2 separate regions of the Mus musculus genome follow, and region 2 is linked to region 1. The links are chromatin contacts, called in public Hi-C maps. All regions are on one chromosome and are shown on one strand. Each heading gives the region's core, a stretch centred on a gene start, on an enhancer-like site or on the middle of the called end of the contact. The rest is flanking DNA. Distances are from core to core; before and after follow the strand shown.

Region 1 (3,005 bases), core at 460-2,959:
TAGAGACCTTCCTGAAGGTAATGGCTTCTCACACTCCCCTTTTTTGTTGTTCTTGAAAGGTACACACACACACACACACACACACACACACACACACACACTCACACATACCATACACACATACACACACCTTGCACACATACACACACCATGCACATATACACACAACATTCACCTATACATATACATACACACAAACTACACACACAACATATACACATACACACCACAAACACATAACATACACATACATTCACATATACACAAAATACACATACACACTACACACACACACACACCACATACACCACACACACACACACACCACATACACCACACACACACACACACACAACCCTCCCTCCCCAGCTTTATGTGTATGGATGTTTTGCCAGCATATATGCCTGAGCACCATATGAGTGCAGTGTCTGCAGTGGCCATAAGTGGGGTCCCTAAGACTATGGTGAGCCACCATTTGGCTTCTTGGAATTAAACCTAGGTCCTCTGGAAGAGCAGCAGTGTCCCTAAGTGCGAGCTCTCTCTCTAGCCCTCACTCTTATTTTTGATGCCCTTGACTTTTTTTCAGAATATTCTTTACTGACCTCTGCTGGGGTCCATTGCAGGTGGTTCAGGGTCCTGGGGGTTGGGGAAAAGGCAACATGGGAGCATCATTTGTCTCACATAAGGAAGCACACAGTCAGCCCAACTTTGCACTGACACGTGGACCTGAACACATGCTGGGGATGTGCTTCTAGGTTCTCCAGCATGGTGACTGTTGCACTCTGTGTGTGTGTGTGTGTGTGTGTGTGTGTGTGTGTGTGTGTGTGAGAGAGAGAGAGAGAGAGAGAGAGAGAGAGAGAGAGAGCGCTCCATAGTATTTGGGGAAAAAGTCACTGTGTTCAGGGAATACTTCTAGGGAGGTGTGCTTCACTTCAGTGAGCCCAGAGTCTCTTTATGCACACTTTGGAAATAATAGCCTTGGAGATTTGGGTATTCTTTCCTGTTTATTGGTAGGAAGTCATTTATTTTATACTTTGGTTTATAGTTGTTTTATACTACTTTATTTTCTAAATTATTCCAACTTTAGACTTTGGGAGTTCTTTCAGTTGACTTCTGTATCTTTTTACTATACCTTCATCAGTGTGTGTGTGTGTGTGTGTGTGTGTGTGTGTGTGTATGAGAGAGAAAAAGTATGTGTATGTGAATGTGTGTGTGAGCATGTCTATGTGTGTGTGTGTTATTAAGGACTTTTTCCTTCCTAGGTTTTATGGTCTAGGCTCACTGCTCCTGTCCCGGGTTCATCCACATCTCTAAGGAATCCTTGTTTCTTCTTATCAGCAAATAGTAAAAGAAGCCAATGTGAGAGTGCTGAATCTGATTGCTCTACTGGGTTTGGTTGCTTTTGGGTCCTCTTACTTGACTGATCCATGGTGCTATATCTGTCTCCCAGCCTCCAACTCTTGCCCCGTGTCAGTGGGTCACTTCTCTTGCTTGTGAGTAAACCCTCTATCTAAAGGGAAGCAGCTGGTTCCCACTGGCCACCATTCCTGCATTGCTCAGCCAGAACATAGGCTTGAGTGGACTATGTTTCACCTCTTGCCTACCAGACGCGTCATCTCCAGAATGGCTTAGATGAGCACTGTTGACCCACCTCTTTAGTGAGAAGTTTTACTCTTTTTATGGTAGTGAAGGCTGTATTGTCAAATTCCACAGCCTATCTTAGGATAATGCTCCAAGGTTCTGAATTATTCCTGTAAACATTTCACACCATCAGGTTTACATTTAATGCTGTAAAATTTTATAAATTCTGGTTAATTGCTTTATATCTTTATAACTGTCATTACAGTATCATATACAGTTTTACTGCTCTAAAAATTCTTTATGCTCTACCAGTCCACCTCCCCTTCCCAGTCACTGATAACTACTGAGCTATTTTCTGGCTTATTTTGCTTGTTCCAGAATACTTTATTACGGGAGTCACACAAAACATAACTTTTCCAAAGTGGCTTCTTTCACTGTGGCACCCATTTATTTATGAATCATCTGTGTCTTTGAAGTCAGTCAGCTCATGTCTTTTTATTGTAAATAAGATTCTATGAATGGACCCCGCCTGCTTATCCATTCATCCATCAAGAGATATCTTGGCTGCTTACTTTTTTGATGGTTTAAATTAAGCCAGCATTAACATTTGTGTATAGGCCTTTGTGTGAATGTATCTCATTTGGGGGATATTCCAGGTAGCAAAATGGTGGGGTGCTATGGTCAGAGTGTGTGTAGTTTGTAGGGAACTGTCCAGCTGCCTTTGAGTGGTCCTAACTCTTTCACACTTCCTGCTCTACCACATGCCTGTGAGAGTCCCTACCTCTCTGTCAGTGTTTGTCAGGTATTGTTGGTTCTTTGTATTTTAGTTCTTGTAGGTATAAGGTTATAGTTCATTATTTTAATGTGTTGCTCCCTGACTTTGCTGGGTTTTTATCTGGTTGGCCAGTTTTGAAAGCTGATTCTCTGGGCCTCTCTTCCCTCAGATGGCTTGCCTTTTGAGTCTCCTACTGACAGTGTAAACAGTGCTGTGGTTAGTTAGCTTGATTTTCTCCTGATGTCTACATACCTATAATAATTATGACTACACATTTCTAGTGGGGTTGCTTCTAATGCATACTTTATTTGCATGCTATTGAGCCTTTGCAATGAAGTATCCATATAGGTCAGGAGAATTTGGGGGGATGAATGTCTAGACTACCAATTGTTCTGTTGTCCTAGCTTGTAGCATGCTACTATTGCTCTGACATTGAACTTGGTCTCCTTTGATCTTTCACAGCAAATCCCAGTTGGCTAGTACCTTGGCCTTTCTTTCCATATCTCTGGCATTGGCTTGCAGCCTGCCTCTACAGCTTGCTGACCGTGGGTCCCTATAGTGTGGTTGGTGCTCCATCCAAGCTGTGCCGAGCCTCTGACCTTGTATGTGGTTTTTCTCCTGCCAAGTTTGCCCTTCAGAAGACTATATG
Region 2 (3,109 bases), core at 406-2,905, 100 kb before region 1:
TATATTCCCGGGGCTGGTGAGATGGCTCAGTGGGTAAGAGCACCCGACTGCTCTTCCGAAGGTCCAGAGTTCAAATCCCAGCAACCACATGGTGGCTCACAACCATCCGTAACAAGATCTGACTCCCTCTTCTGGTGTGTCTGAAGACAGCTACAGTGTACTTACATATAATAATAAATAAATCTTTAAAAAAAAATCTATATTCCCAGCATGCATCTGTTTCTCCCTTTGACTTTTTAGAGCATCATCATAAACACGCCATCCTGCATCCACAGATTCCACTTTGGTCCAGGGGAAGAACCTGACACACAGTCAGCCAGGCCTTTTCTATTTTAATTGTTTTTTAAAAACTGTTTTTAAGTTTTCAAAAAAAGGACTATCCTGATTTGTGCCTCCTCTAATAATTTTGCCACCTCTGTCTTTCTTTTGTGTGCAGACTCAGTCTCCAGTTTACCGATCAGACCTATGACCGTATCTAATCTGCGCTTTACTCTGAGAGGACGGGACTTGGGAGAAACCTTCACTCAGGTTTCTGGAACCCTCCTGGGCACCCACCTTCTGCCCAACTCATCCATTTTGTCACTTCCTGCTAGGTTTACACTGGGCAGAGCCTCAGCTCTCCCATTGTTCTAGTTCCTGCCGCTGAGCTCTTCTTGGTGAATCACACTCCCTGTTCAACCAGGCCTGTGGCTGTGCAAAGCTTTAGCTCAGCCTCTGTGCCTCCTACCCTGCTCTTTCCGAGTCAGGCAAACTCCAGCAGTTGCCGTATCCTGTGTCTAGCATCCTGGCACTGTCCAGTTCACTGCACTGGCTGGCTGAGTCTCCTCATCCTTTGGCTACTTCTGCCTGACTCAGGAGTCTGGGGCTTTACCCATATGGCTGGGGGTGGGGGTTGGGTGAGCCTGTCCTGTGTGATGGCTTTACAAGGAGAGAAATGAGCTAAGAGTTCCAGGATTTATCCAGGATGTCTCAGGTTCCCGTCTACATCAAAGCCTCCTCCTGCCCCCTCCCGTCCCATCGCCCCTCCCCCAATGCCTGCCCAGGGCTGTCAGTAGGCAGGCGTTCCTTGCTGCCCTTCTCCATCTTCATGCTGACCCTTCCCTTGTTCATAATTCAGGCCGTCCTTGGTGGGGATGGGCTCCCCAGGTGTTGTAGCTCCAACAGGGTGATTGGTCTCTGAGAGTCACTATAGCCCACTGGAGGCCCTGGGCAGGCAGCCTGATCTCTCCCCAGGCTCCTTGTTTCCAGATAGAATCTGTGAGTGAGGCCTGTGTGTTTGTTTCTCGGTATTAAATTTATCTTGGTGGGAACTTATAACAGGGTCTTGCTGTGACTTTCTTGAAAACTTTGCTGAGCGTGTATATGTGTGTGTCTCTGTGTATATGTGTGCATAAGTCTGTGTGTGTGTGTGTGTTATGTCTGTCTGTATGTGTGTCCATCCTCTGACTCCGTTCTTTTTTCTGAGGCAGGGAAATAATCACAAAACACCTGGTGCTTGTTTGTTTCACCTGCTGGCACCTGAGGCAGGTGTGACTCTGATGTCTGTCAGGGTTGTGGAACAGCCACATGGTAGGGGCCCCAAGTGCAGGGGCAGCCTTTGCTGGCCTCCCTGTTCAGTAGAGGGCAGCAGAGCTGAGTGGAAGCAAATGGACTCCTAGGTACTTACCCAGCCACTGAAGGCTGTGTTGCCCATAGTCAAACCAATGCAGAGGGCAACCCAGCCCTGCCCAGGAAGGGTGGAAAGAACTGCCTTGAGGGACACTCAGCCTGGGGACAGGCTCTATGTCCTATACCCAGGGCCCCCACCTCACACCTGGTCATAGAGCCCTCTTGCTGTTCCCCTCACAAGACAGGAGGTGAGGCTCCATGACAGGATGGCTGCCCCCTACTACAGGCCCAGAAAGATGCCCTAGCTCAAAGCCAGAATATCTGTCACAGGACATGGGTCACAGGGCATCTTCTAATTGTGGTTTGGCTTGATTTTCTTTTGTTCCTCTTTTAAAATTATGCTTTAGGGTTGGTGAGATAGCTCAGTATGTAAATATTCTTGCTGCCGAGTCTGACAACCTGAATTCAATGAGACCCACAGGTGAAAAGAGGGAACTCCTACATGTAGGCTGGCTTGTGGCCTCCACACATGTTCTGTGGAACATGTGTCCACACAAATGAACATATGTATAGACACATGTGCACACAAATAAGTATAATACATTTCTTTACAGTTATGCTTCAGAGGCTGGAGATGGCACCCCAGTTGGTAGGGTGCTTACTTAACATGTACAAGGCCCAGGGTAAGATCCTCAGCACTTCATAAACCAGGTGTGCTGGCTAGTTTTAGGTCAACTTGACACAAGGTATTGACATCAGAGAGAGGGAGCCTTGCTTGCAAAAAAATGCCTCTGTAAAATAAGGCCGTACACAAGTCTGTAAGGCATTTTCTTAATTAGTGATTGGTATGAGAGGGCCCAGGCCATTGAGGGTGGTGCTTCTTCTGGGCTAGTGGTCCTGAGTTCTATAAGAAAGCAGGCTGAGCAAGCCATGATGAGCAAGCCAGTAAGCAGCATCCCTCCGTGACCTCTCCCTCAGCTCCTGCCTCTAGGTTCCTGCCCTGTTGAACTCTGCTCCTGGAGTCCTTCAGGGATGGACTACAGTGCAGTAAGTCTAAGCCACATAACCCCTTTTCCCCCCAACTTTCTTTTTGGTCATGGTATTTTATTGCAACACTAGAAACTTTAAGACACTAGGCATGATGTGCCTTGGGAAGTGGAGGCAGGGGGATCAGAGGTTCAAAGGTTTCCTCAGCTCTATAACAACAAACTGGAAACTAGTTTCTAGGTAACATGAGACCCCTCCTCAGAAAATTGTAATATATTCACACACACACACACACACACACACACACACACACACACACACGAGTTTATGTAGGTTAGTGACTATCTAAAGTGACTAGCCAGCTGGGCATAAACCATCTGCTCTCAGAGAAGCAAAGCGCACATAGAAAGAAAGCTCTCGAGGTGGGACTTACTCCAGAAAGAAGCACCTGTCTGTGCCAGACCCCAGGAGGTGACAAGGAACCCTTTCTCCTGTGGGCATCTTGCAGATATGT

What was found. Hi-C and Micro-C count contacts between places; a contact is called where the count stands out from the background.
Region 2: a Hi-C map of the N1E-115 cell line shows a contact between it and region 1, with 5 times the contacts expected there. The contact joins two enhancer-like sites. A contact is called at or near these places in 1 of 39 promoter capture datasets (neural stem cells), 1 of 15 datasets of contacts at CTCF or cohesin (the NIH/3T3 cell line), 4 of 484 Hi-C or Micro-C datasets (the N1E-115 cell line, embryonic stem cells and nephron progenitors), 2 of 115 datasets of contacts at active chromatin or transcription factors (acute myeloid leukemia and embryonic stem cells) and 4 of 9 other capture datasets (adipose tissue, embryonic stem cells, liver and 1 more).

Annotation. Positions count from the first base shown.
Region 1 is chr10:76,898,700-76,901,704 of GRCm38.p6, reverse strand. All of the region lies in intron 1 of Pcbp3 (poly(rC) binding protein 3), which reads left to right. Among named protein-coding and RNA genes, the nearest start is that of Pcbp3, 62 kb to the left of the region's middle. Within about 2 kb of position 1,709, at least 5 of the 459 cell types and tissues checked have an H3K27ac peak or open chromatin away from gene starts, as enhancers often do. A contact at or near this core is called in the N1E-115 cell line, where this site is marked.
Region 2 is chr10:77,002,962-77,006,070 of GRCm38.p6, reverse strand. The region is part of intron 1 of Gm35721 (predicted gene, 35721); the gene reads left to right. Among named protein-coding and RNA genes, the nearest start is that of Gm35721, 4.1 kb to the left of the region's middle. Within about 2 kb of position 1,655, at least 22 of the 459 cell types and tissues checked have an H3K27ac peak or open chromatin away from gene starts, as enhancers often do. A contact at or near this core is called in the N1E-115 cell line, where this site is marked.